Regions from separate parts of the Mus musculus genome. Here region 1 is linked to region 2. A link is a contact called in public HiChIP or PLAC-seq data. All regions are on one chromosome and are shown on one strand. Each heading gives the region's core, a stretch centred on a gene start, on an enhancer-like site or on the middle of the called end of the contact. The rest is flanking DNA. Distances are from core to core; before and after follow the strand shown. Region 1 overlaps Kcnn3 (potassium intermediate/small conductance calcium-activated channel, subfamily N, member 3). Region 2 holds the start of Kcnn3 (potassium intermediate/small conductance calcium-activated channel, subfamily N, member 3).

Region 1 (5,468 bases), core at 451-2,950, 130 kb before region 2:
AGAGAGGCCACCCCAGCCAACAGCACACACTTATCAAATTGATTGGAGAGCCTACCACAGGTCTGAGTGGGGAGTCGGTGGGATACACGGGTCATCTCTCGATCATGCACAGCGTTGCTATGTGTCACTTCCTTAGACATTATTGAGTAGTCCAGGGCTGGCAATAAGTTATAATTATAGATTAACAGTGGCAGTGACTGCGAAGTCAGTGTGGGAAGCTGTGATCCCACCAAGTACAGAAGTGACGTTGCCACCAAGGTTGACAAGTTATTCAGGTGAAAGGAGACATGCCAGGAGTTTGGGAAAGTCAGGAGTCCATTTCCATTGCTACCAGGCTGCCTCCGTTCTCCACAAGTAAACACAAGCCAACAGCCGGTGCTACCTGGAAGGACTGGGTGGAAGCTAGACAGGCCGGATGAATTAATGTCAGAATGACTCCCATTTGTGTGATTCACAGACTACAATTCATGTTTTCTTTCTGCTTAGATATTCAAGGGATTAATATTGCCTGTTCTTGCAAGGATCTGCTTTCATCAGGGAAGCCACTAATCGTCTACTACCAACTCCTTCCACGCTGGACCCTGCTCTGAGAATTCACTGGAGTCTTGGGAACAGCCTTTGACCTGTGAGTCACCTTAACTGGATGCATGGGCTATATGGAAAGGGCAAAGAACAGGCTTCCCTAGTGGTCACAGAGGTCGGAGCCAGCTTCAGTTCAGACAAGGATGCCCAGAAGGTCCTTTGTAACATTTCTGTCATGCCAGCTGTCAATCTCCCTCTGTGAGAATCATTCCTTTTGTGTTTATTTCCCTGGGAAAAGATATAAGATATTACCGGGACATTTCAGCAGATTTGAGTGTTCGGAGAAAAGTGAGATGTTATTGAATTAAGTAGGCACCTCACATCACAGGCAAGCAATAAATATCCATGGATTTGATTTTCAGCCCTATTCCTCCAAAAGTAAGTGGCCTTGAAGAGGATTTTAGTGAATTATTTTTGAAAGATTGAAATTAACAACCACAACCTCATCTCCTTCTACAATTATAGTGCGGGGTATGTGTGTGTGTGTGCTAATTTCCCTAGCCCCTGAGAGAGCGGGCTTTCCTCATTTTATTTTCCTCTTGTATCTGATTTACTGGGTGGAAAAGGGGTAGGACAAAGGAATAGAAAGAAAATACAAAGTATACTCTTGGCTCTAAAACGCCACGGGAGCAAACAGGGAATGTTACTGTTTCTGTTCTTGGCAAACAGCCTCAGAAAAGATCTGGGAGACAAACCCCTCTCCCCTTGCCCGTGGGGTTTCAAAGCAGTGAGCTGAGTAGACTCCGGATGACACTTGCATTTTCGACTGCCCATACCCTAGCCTTCCCCTCCATGCTGAGGCTGACTGAGGCTGGCTTAGAGAGGAGGTTGAGGCTGAGGCTGAGGCTGAGGCTGAGGCTGAGGCTGTCCTCCTAGCATTTGGTATGGTTGCTGCAGGGTGACAGTGTCACATACTGTCATGCCTGAGCTCTGTTTTCTTTTGTTTGGCTGGTGGCTCGGGGCCATGATGCTCCTTGTGGTCTGTATGCCAATGATATGTCAAGATTTGCTTGTACAGGTTCCTTTTTTATATCTGTGGCAGCTCTTTAAAGAAACCCCCAATCAAAGACCCAACAATCAAACGCCATAAATAATTCTGCTGAGGCGCTGAGAGGCCTTGGCAACCGCAAACTCTGTGCTGGCTTCCCCGAGGGCCCGCCTGCTCCTTCCCAGTCTCTTTTTGTTCTGTCTTCCCGCCTGTCTCTATTTCTAACACATTTTTTATGGCTTTGAAACGTTAATCACAGAAGAGTTTCTCTAGTACTCAAATCCCCAACTAAGACTGTGGGGTTTGCTGGTAGATTCATGTCACCTTGAAGCGTTTCTCTGGGGATCAATGCCCAGTTAGCGCCCAGAGTCCTGGTTCTTCCTCTAGAGAAGATCAGCCACCCAGGAGGGCATACATCTGACCTTCCTTCAGGCTCCCATTTGTTTCCAGAGTCTCGCTTGAAAACCGTCCTTAAAGAAATAGCTCCTACCTAGTTTGTTGGGCCTGTTGTTGTCCTGGAAGCCTTATTCTTTTCTGTTCTTAGAGGAGCTTATTAATTTTTTTTTTAAAGACAGGAGTTGCTAGATGGCCCAGGCTGGCTTCATATTTATGGCAATCCTCCTGCTTTAGCCTTTTGCGTTCTGGGATCACTGTGCCTGGCTGAAATGAGCTTCCTTCTCTCTGACAATTCAGTGGGGGAATCTGAGCAGCAGCTAATCACCCCATCCCTGCACTTTGAGTTTATCCTCTTCCTAAGCTGAGTTCATAAGGATGCAAGTGAGAGCCATTATCCAGACAGCCCAAAAGGGGAAAACGGATGGTGGCGTTTTGGTGAGCAACAATATTTGGGAATGTGGGCTCTACTGGAATAATCTCTTTAAATGACTTTTTAAAGGGATTGGATTTAGGTACAACTCCAGTATAATTTTAAGGCTCTCTACTGGCCTTAATGAGAATCATGAAAATATTTGAGCATAGTCAAAAATATAGCATCATCCTGTGTGGTTGATTTGACCCCATCAGGCAGGGAGGCGAGACGGCTTCTATCACTGTGTGCTATTGATCTAATTATCAGGAAAATTATCTGGTTGCTGGAAGCATGTGGTGACTCACCTGGTTTGTTGAGATTCATGCACTCAGTAGGGGCATTGGGTAGTGCATCAGTAGGGGCTGTGCGCCTGAGCTGCATGCTCCTAACCTGCACTCAAAGGAGCATTGCTAAGCCACACCCGGTGTCTGATCTTTTTCTGATCAGCTCCCACTTCGGCTGTGGACCTGCATGAAGGCATGGGTGTGAGGTGGCTTACCCGTTTGGTGAGCTGAGTGTCCATCATGAAGTTGTGCACATGCTTCTCTGCTTTGGTGAGTTCGAGCTTTCGGGCAACCACAGCTACCACAAGGGCAGTGCAGCCTGCACCCTGCCAGAGGACGTCAGAGGGTCCCAGGAGAGAAAACACACAGTTAGGAGGTAAAACACAAGACTTGGTGTGCCCCAGGCTTAGTGTTGGCATTTCAAGGGAATGGTATAAGACTTTGAGTCTCTAATTGGTCAAGACATGCCATAAAGCTTGTCAAAACCTGCTTGCGCCCCAATAGCCCCATGAAAGAGGGGGTCTGCAATGCTTCTTGCCTTGTGACCCTGGCTGACCTGTGGGAGTTGATTCTTCAAGTTCTCAGTGCTGTGTGGCTAGAATGAGCCTTCCCGGAGGGAAACCCTAGGGTAATCAGGCCCCTTGCAGTGTGGCAAGTGACAGACAGTCCAGCACCTGGAGGCCACGTCTGCTTTGTCTCATTCGTCCCAAGCTCACATCCACAGGCCCAGGGGGAAAACCCATGTGCAGACTGCAGTGTGTAGCCCACACCGGGCAGTTGAGAGAGTCCCGAGAACAGCCAAATGAAGAGCAGATAACTTTTCCCCAAAGATGAATATGGCCATCTTTGGGTATATGGCCATCTTTGGGATGAGTATCTCCCAGGGGGATACTTGGATAGGCACTGACTGCTGTGCCTGCCCTGTGTGTGGGTCTTTCTTCTTGAGGCTCTAGGCTGTGACTCAGCACAGGCTTTCAGAAGGAGCCTCAAGTACATTTTAAAGGGGACAACACTTCTGCCGACAGCCAGGATTTAAGTGACCCAGTAGAACACTCTCAGCCCTTCCAGAATCATGTTCTCAGTCTGCTCAGGTAGCTCCCATCTCCCAACTCCCTCAGGGGAACACAGAGGAGGAGCAAAGCAGCAGGCCTGAGCTGAGCCACAGAAAAGCAGGCTGCCTTTCCTGCCTAGTCCTTCAGCTATCCACCCAACTGTCATTGTCGGAGCAGGGAGCAAGGTCAAGAAAGCAGTGTACGCCTATGTTTAGAAACACTCCTTGGTGCTGCTTGGTGGCCTGCGAGTCCTGAGGGAGGGAGACAGAATCCCTTCACCTGGTTCTCTAGTGGCCCATGGAAGCCATCCCTGGCCTCTCCTCACAGACCACTGCTCTCTGAGTATGGTGCCATCCTGATCACCAACTTTGGAGAAAGGTAGAGGACTTAGGAATTCTAGCAACCAGTCCCCATGCCACAAAGCCCAGCATGGAGCCCAGATTAGCAGTTTGAGATGCTGGGATGAAGGAATCTACCAGCAACAGTTTTGGCTTCCTGGGTTTTATACTACATGTGAGAAATGAGGAGAATATTTCTCAGAAATGCTACAATCTATAGCCAACTTGGGGCAAATGTATTTCACACACCCCCTTCTCTGTGATGAAGGCCATCCTGTGTGGGATGCTGATGTGGAAAGTGGCACTGCCTCTCCCCAGCTTTCCACACGGATCCCATTAACACAGCAGAAGGACGCTCTGCCCATTCGGCCACCTAATCCGAGGGCAGAGCCCAGTCTGTGAACTTTTCTTTTCTGGCCTCATTTCCCCTGTCCATTTGGGGATGGCTGCATTTTCTTGGCATCTGGGACTTGCTGGAGACTTGGTGCCCAATTTTTAGAGGATATGGGCAATTGGACAGCTCAGTCTATAGCTGTAATCAATTTAACCAGCCTGTCAAAAGCAAAAATAGCTTAAAAGAAACTGTCCTGGAGGGAGGATACCCCACCCCCAAGCAAAGCCAGCGCCATCCATCTCCTTTGTATAGAACATCCAGAAAGAAGGATGTGTCCTAGCATTAAAAATGGACATCAGAGGGAGAGGGTTCTCCCCAGGCTCTCCTGGGTCCAGAAATAATTCCACTTAAATCACCCCGGAAAGCCGGGTGTGACATCTGAAGAGCGAGTCACCCTTCTGCTATATGGATCTTGGGAACATCATCAAAACAATTGGTCATGCCCCAATTGCTGGGGTCTAGACGGGAGCCCTGCAGCTCCAGCCCTGGCCCACAGCTTAGCTGGCTGACGCTGTGACTACAGTGGACTGCCAATGCGAAGGGCAGTGCTTAACTAAGGAAATACCCATCTTACATGAGAAGGATACTTTGGGGGTTGAGGGGGCAGCATGGAGGCAAGAAAGTAGACTAAATCCCAGAGCCCGGTTTCTATTCAGCCTAAAAATGTAAACATTCCCTCAGAGATACCCTTCTGAGGATGCTACCTTCTTCACGCCATTCCCACTTCAGTGGGTATGCACAATCTTAATGAGAAATTTGTTAGATTTAATTATCTGTGTGCATGTGTATGTATACGGGTGCAAACATGGGGGTCAGAGAACAACAGAAGAGAAGCCAGTTCTTTCCTTGTACCTATGGGTCCTGGGGATTGAGCTCAGGGTATCCGGCTTGGCAGTATGCCGTTAGCCAATGTGCCGTCTTGCCAGCCTTCACCCTTTGCTTTCTTTTAGATAATTCAATGACTGGATGTAATTAGGGAGATCACGGATGATGATGCCAGAGCTATTAATGTGTATAAGAGG
Region 2 (6,041 bases), core at 3,043-5,542:
GGGTCCACAACGCCCCCCTCCCCAAGTCAGGCTTCCATCTCCTTTCTCAGTGGAACTTCCTTCCCGCCAGTGTCATCGCCTACAGCCTGTGAGGGTGGGAGCCAGGAAGCACTTTGTCCCCATTTCTCAACCTCCTCACGCTGGCTCCCTTTTGCATCACCTTTGAGCACACTCAGGGTATCTGCCCCATTGCTTTTCTCCCAGACCCCTGGACCTGCATTCATCATGCGATGAATGACTCTCCCAGCAGCAGGTACAGTAGGTGGACGGGGCAGGTACGGCCTCACGAGATAAAGCAGAGAAGTTCAGAGTTAGGTAAGGCCCAGGGCTGCAGGCCATCAGTCACTCAGAGGAAAAAGAACCTGTCCCTCACCAGGGCCTTTAAATAGAAATGGCCATGGTAGGTACCCAAAATGACTGGTCACCTGGTCTATCCTCGGGCTTCCAGAATCATCAGCAAAGACAGGCAGGCACACAAGAATCCTAGCAAAGGAAAGTCCCTCATCCACCCTGAGTGTCTCTGGGCTCTTCTGTCACAGAGCCCATCCCCCTGTATCCCAAAGCTGGGGAGCTGACACCTCTCTCCCCAACAGCTGCCTCATGTGTAAAGACAGTCTCCAACCAGACCCAGATTCCTTGTAGAACTTTCTCCTCTGTCCTTGCGTCTTACTTTCCATCTAATCACAGAGAAAGAAGGTGTCTCTCTCCTCAGTCATCACAGACAGCCACAGCCGACCCCTCTTACATGAGCAGGTGCTCTGGTGGGCCTTGACCTCATCTGACTCAGTCTCCCCACCAGAAAGCTGGAAGCAGCCTTGCAGGGTATCCTGACTTCCAAGAATCACACAGCCAGCAGTGACAGAGCTGTAACTCCTGATTTGGTCCTATTCTTTGATATGACCCTCTTTGCCTCCGAGGTAGATAGGGACATTTGCCTCACTAAATAAACATTTTGTTGTTTCAATCCCATCCCCGAGGTACACAGGAAGTGGTCACCTCACTGACTGAGGCACGCAGGAGCTTCCTGGTCACTGTCCCTCAGTACCATCGCCACCAGAGAATCAACGACTTAGGAGTGGAGGAAGCACACACCTTGGGTGATATCACCCAGTCAACACTTACAGCCTCCCGGCCCGGGAAAACCTCTCTCCATCAGAGAAGATAGTCGTCCCTGCCCGGTGACACCCTACCCCCAAAACACATTCAGACAAATGATCATGGATCCCACACTCAGAGCCGGACACAGCCACTGACTCCTAGAAAAGCCATTTCCTTAACAGCCGCCATGGGGGCCACTGAAAAGAACATGCTAGCACCATGCCACACCTCCGGGATGTGGGCTTCCACGGATTCCCCCTAACAAGTGTTCCTAATTCCCAGGGGGGGGTTGCCAGCCCATCTCCTAAGCAGAGCACACAGCAAGAGAGGCAGCTCTAAGAAGGCAGGGAACAGAGGGACCTGCAGCCTCCCAGGCTCTCATTACAGGGAATGACTAAGTGAGCTGGGCTTCCAGGGGAAACCCCACTCTGCTCATGGAGAGGTCTGTTCATCCAGGAGCTATTTAGACTGAGGCAGCTTCCAAGTGCTCTGGCTTGGGCAGTCCCTGCAAAGCAGCAGGTCCCTGGAGGACTCTCTGCTGGGAAGTCTGGGCTCTGTCCATGCAGGTTGCCTGACAAGGAGCACTGCCCACATCAGGTTAAAGGGAGACTCTGGGAATGGGGGAAATCTGATCAGCACCTCCCAGGTTTTTGTGACTAGATCTCTACAAGGAATGTGACAGTCTCCAGCAGCTGTGCGCTGCCTGAAACAGGCTCTATTTGAAACCTCCAACAGCTGAGCCCCTCCCAGCTACCCGCCAGCCAGCCCAGCCACCCCTTGTCCAAAATGACAAACAAATACACAAATACACAGAACAAGCAGGCACTCACACGAGTACACATATACACATGCAAACACCAGCAAACTGGGACCAAGTGGTACAGTAGGGGAAACCGTTTGCCCAACAATTCCCTGCACCTCCAAGCCTTCTGGCATGCAGCTTCCTGGCAAATGCAGCATTGACAAAAACCCACCTTCCTCGACCTCCTTCCCCTCTGGGAAGGAAGCTCTCTCCTCCAACTGAAAGGATAGAGCAATGGAGCGTCCCCCACCCCACCCCACCCCCAAGACAGTGCCTTGTGCCTGCCGTTCTCCATCCAGCGTGCACACACACGTACACTCATCTTTATTTATCCCAAGGAGAAGGAGTTAGGGTGGGAGGGAAGAACCAGGGCTAAGCTGGGGTGCCGACTCCGCGGTGACCCGCTGGGGAAGCCCTGTCATCCCATCCTAAGGAGAGGCGCTCCCCGTTCCCCGAGTGATGGCAAGGCGGTGCCCATGCTCTGCCTGGGTAACACCTGTAGCCATTTTTATCAGGGCATGTTTACAAGGCAGCGGCAGGTTTATTCTGAGTCCTCTTTCCTGAGGGAAGAGACTGCTGATTTCCTCCACCTATATTTTTAACCCGGTGCCCTTGGGAGAGACTCGGGAACATCTCCATTTTACCCTGGAGTCTCTCTGGGAAGAGAAGGGAAATAGAAACTTGGGAAGGGGGGGGGGAGCTGGGGAACGGTACAGGATCCCCACCCCCACCCAGACATTTATTTCTTTTTTATGGGGGGGGGGGAATGGAGTGGAGCAGGGAGGGGAGGCGAGGAGGGAAGTAGCAGGAACTGGCAAACACATCAAGGCAGAGTGTAATTAATTGGTGCGTTAAGCTGCTGGGTTATGCTTTAGTACGCGTGAGCCCGGAGGAAAAGAGCGATTTCTCAGAAGGGATTCTTTAATCCTCCCAAACACAGAGTCTGCACATTAGACACAGTGTGTGGGGATGTCCCCACAAAGGGAAGCAAGAAAGGAATTCTCACAGGACCATGGAAGAAAAACATGGGAAGTTAGGAAATCTCTCAAAATCAATCTCTCTCTCTCTCTCTCTCTCTCTCTCTCTCTCTCTCTCTCTCTCGTCTACATACTCCTTTTGTTGAATGTATAAAGAGAAACCACAGTCCCTACCTTTGAGTACAAACCCCAAGACAGTTCGGTCTCTATCACCATAACAACAATTCCAAACATCCCAAAAATCAGAGCATAGTCACTCAGTCGCTTTCTCTTTTCAAACAGGGCCCTCCTGTGTCCCAGCTTATAGCCAATGTTTTGGTTTTTCCGCTTGTTGGCTTTGGGGAAGGTGGTGCTGCCGGCCGTGGTGCCGGCATGCTGGTGGTTGTGGGTAGCGTTGGGGTGATGGAGCAGAGTCTGGTGGGCATGGTTATCCTCCCTGGAGGAGATGATAATCTCTGGGGGGTTGCTGGGACTGAAGAGCTGGAGGGGTTGGCCCTCAGGCTCAGCCTCGATAAGGTTTCTCCGAGAGGCGCTGAGGCGGCTGAGGGGCTTCATGACCCCACCGCTGTATTTGCAGGAGCTCATAGCTATCTCCGTGAAGGGATTGCTGTCCCGCCGGTGCACCAGGGGGCTGGCCTGCCGGTGCCGGCTGCCTCCACCGGGCCCACTTGTGGCTGTGGAACTTGGAGAGTGGCCAAGCAAGTGGTCATTGAGATTTAGCTGGCTGCCTTGCCTGGAGGAAGGGTGGAGGATGGCGGTAGAGTTGGCTGAAGTGGGGGCCCTGAACGCCGTGGGAGAAGAGTGCAACAGACCAGGATGGACAAGCTGGCTCTGGAGTTGGGCAAGCTGAGGCAGGGGGTGCAGTGGAGCCTGCTGCTGCTGCTGCTGCGACTGCTGCTGCTGCTGCTGCTGCGACTGTTGCTGCTGAGGCTGCGGAGGCTGAGGCTGCAGCAAGGGTCCCGGAGGCTGCTGGGGGACTGCTGGTGGCGCTGGCGGTGGTGGCGGTTGCTGCTGCTGCTGTTGCTCGTCCCCAGAAGATGGACAGGGACACTTGGGGTCTTCATCCAGGTCCCCCACCCCCGAGTCATGGAAGTGCCCAGAAGTGTCCATCTTGGGGCCTGGCTGAGTTCCCTGCAGCACGACCCTCCACCCCAAAGCCACCCTCGTTCCAAAGATGACCTCAAAGAAAGCCAGGCATCCAAGATTCCCCACCAGAAGTGTCTTGGCTCCAGTCCTCTCTCTTTGGTTTGCTTCAGTTCTCTGGGGCTGCCACTCGAGTATGCATTGTATTGGGCGGGTAGAAAAGCCAGGAGAGGAGCCGGGGGAAGGAGGAAGGGGCGAAAAGAACTCTATTCTGAAGGCGGTCCTCTAGGAGTGTATGAAGCAGACTCAGCTTCACTCCTCGCTGGCTCAATAGCTTCGCTCTCCTCCTCCTGACACTGTTATATGGCAAGCCAAGCCCACTTATTAGCCAGCGGTTTCATTGGCTTGGCTTAACTCTCCAACCCCTCCAAACTCCGCCTCCCTCTCAGGCTCCGCCTCCAAGAAGGGGCCTGCCATCCTTCGCTCCTCGCCGGGTGGCAGCGCAACGAGGGCTGGGAACTGTAGTTTTTGCTCCAAGACCACTACCACTCCAACCCCTCCACACTCCACCCGCAAGCTGAGCACCTGCCTTCTTTCCTCTGAAAGGTACGGTCAGGATACTGATGCCCACAGCAATCCCGGCTGAATGTTGGCGCTGGGGCGATGAAAGGAAGGGATCGAGAGCACCCTAAAGGGGAAGCTGTCACCATGCTGGGGAAACCGGGACCGGAGGACAAACGTTGATTAATAGCCAGTATCTGTACAGGTTGTTTTACACATTGGATTCCAGGTACATCTTCCAAAAGCCCAAGGGGATAGGGACTGTGCTCATATTTTACAAAGAAAATTAACACCGGGAGGCATTGAGCATAAACTGACAGAAGCAGAAGGGACCCACTCCTGACAGGGAGAAGCTCACCTACCTACCACTGTCAGAGCACCTGCGCTGTGTACAGGAGCCTCTGTTATTTCCAATCCTCACATCAACCCTATGAAGTGACGTCATCATCCTAAAAAAAGAAATAAAAGAAGGAAAAAGGAAAGAAAAGAAGCCCACTCACACGCAGATAAGAAATATGGCTCTTGTCACCCAGCTTGTAATTAAAGGCACTAGGATTTGAGCAGAGATCAGCCTGAGTCCACCACTCTTCTTCCGCTGCCTAGATGCTCCCCCCCCCCCATGATGATCAACACACAGTGGCTGTTCAATAAATAGTATCCACATGATGGATGGGAAAGGGCCAAAGAGAATCTGTCAAGGAAGAGCCAACTTCCCCAAAGCAGGATGTTTTAGTAACCTGGATCCAGCCTCTTCCAGAACAGCTGGGTCTGGAGTCACCTCAGGGTCGATGAGGACGACTGGAAATCCCAGTGGCTCCATGTCTGATCTGCCCCATGGGTCTCTGAGAGTCAGAGCTGGAAACAGCTGCTGGCTTCCCTGGTTCAGACTCCTCCTCATAAAGTATTTATTAGACTCCCACTGTGTGCAGAAGACTCTCCAAGGGGACAAGACCAGAGATGAATTTATTTCCATTTTTAATTGGGACAGCCTTAGCAATTGGGGGGGGGAGTGCTATGAATTCCTCTAGGCACACCTGGGCTCTAAGAGGGAGCATCTTCCTATCCACTTCCCAGCTCCCCACCATCCTCAGGCCTCTGTCTAGTGTCTCCCCTAGATAAGTGTGGAAGTACACATATCCAGATGCATGTGTGTGGTCACACCCGTGTACAGGTATGAGCACACACTTGCTCACACACACCCATCATGCTTCCAGAGCTTTCCCCCTGAATAGCAAGCATCAAATCGCCATGCCAGGGAGCATGGTAGAGTTCCCACCAATGAGCTGAGTGCCCTCTGCATACCAGTCCTCGCCTCTGCAAGCTGCTATGAAGACTGAGAGTAAACTGCTTGCACCATAAACCACACCCTCAGCTACCTGATAATGACAATCAATCTTGCACAAGATTGCTATCAATGATGATGGAGCAATGTGTACATACACACACACACACATGCACTCATGTGCACACGCCCTGGTACAAGCCTAGTGTCTCAGGCACATTTCCATCATCAGACAGGC

The links. HiChIP or PLAC-seq counts read pairs in DNA pulled down with a chosen protein or histone mark.
Region 1: a contact with region 2 is called in an H3K4me3 HiChIP or PLAC-seq map of forebrain, with 4 times the contacts expected there. The contact joins the enhancer-like site here to the promoter of Kcnn3 in region 2. A contact is called at or near these places in 10 of 39 promoter capture datasets (the 3T3-L1 cell line, the HPC-7 cell line, embryonic stem cells and 6 more), 1 of 15 datasets of contacts at CTCF or cohesin (stem cell-derived epiblast-like cells), 11 of 484 Hi-C or Micro-C datasets (bone marrow, bone marrow-derived macrophages, cerebral cortex and 5 more), 13 of 115 datasets of contacts at active chromatin or transcription factors (bone marrow-derived macrophages, embryonic basal ganglia, embryonic forebrain and 8 more) and 3 of 9 other capture datasets (adipose tissue, liver and pancreatic islet).

The regions. Positions count from the first base shown.
Region 1 is chr3:89,649,538-89,655,005 of GRCm38.p6, reverse strand. Kcnn3 (potassium intermediate/small conductance calcium-activated channel, subfamily N, member 3) reads right to left here. Exons shown (of 8, transcript NM_080466.2): 5 at 2,878-2,988. Among named protein-coding and RNA genes, the nearest start is that of Adar, 78 kb to the left of the region's middle. Within about 2 kb of position 1,700, at least 27 of the 459 cell types and tissues checked have an H3K27ac peak or open chromatin away from gene starts, as enhancers often do. A contact at or near this core is called in cerebral cortex, cortical neurons, forebrain and 2 more, where this site is marked.
Region 2 is chr3:89,518,415-89,524,455 of GRCm38.p6, reverse strand. Kcnn3 (potassium intermediate/small conductance calcium-activated channel, subfamily N, member 3) reads right to left here and starts at 4,292. Exons shown (of 8, transcript NM_080466.2): 1 at 3,052-4,292. The coding sequence starts at 3,987.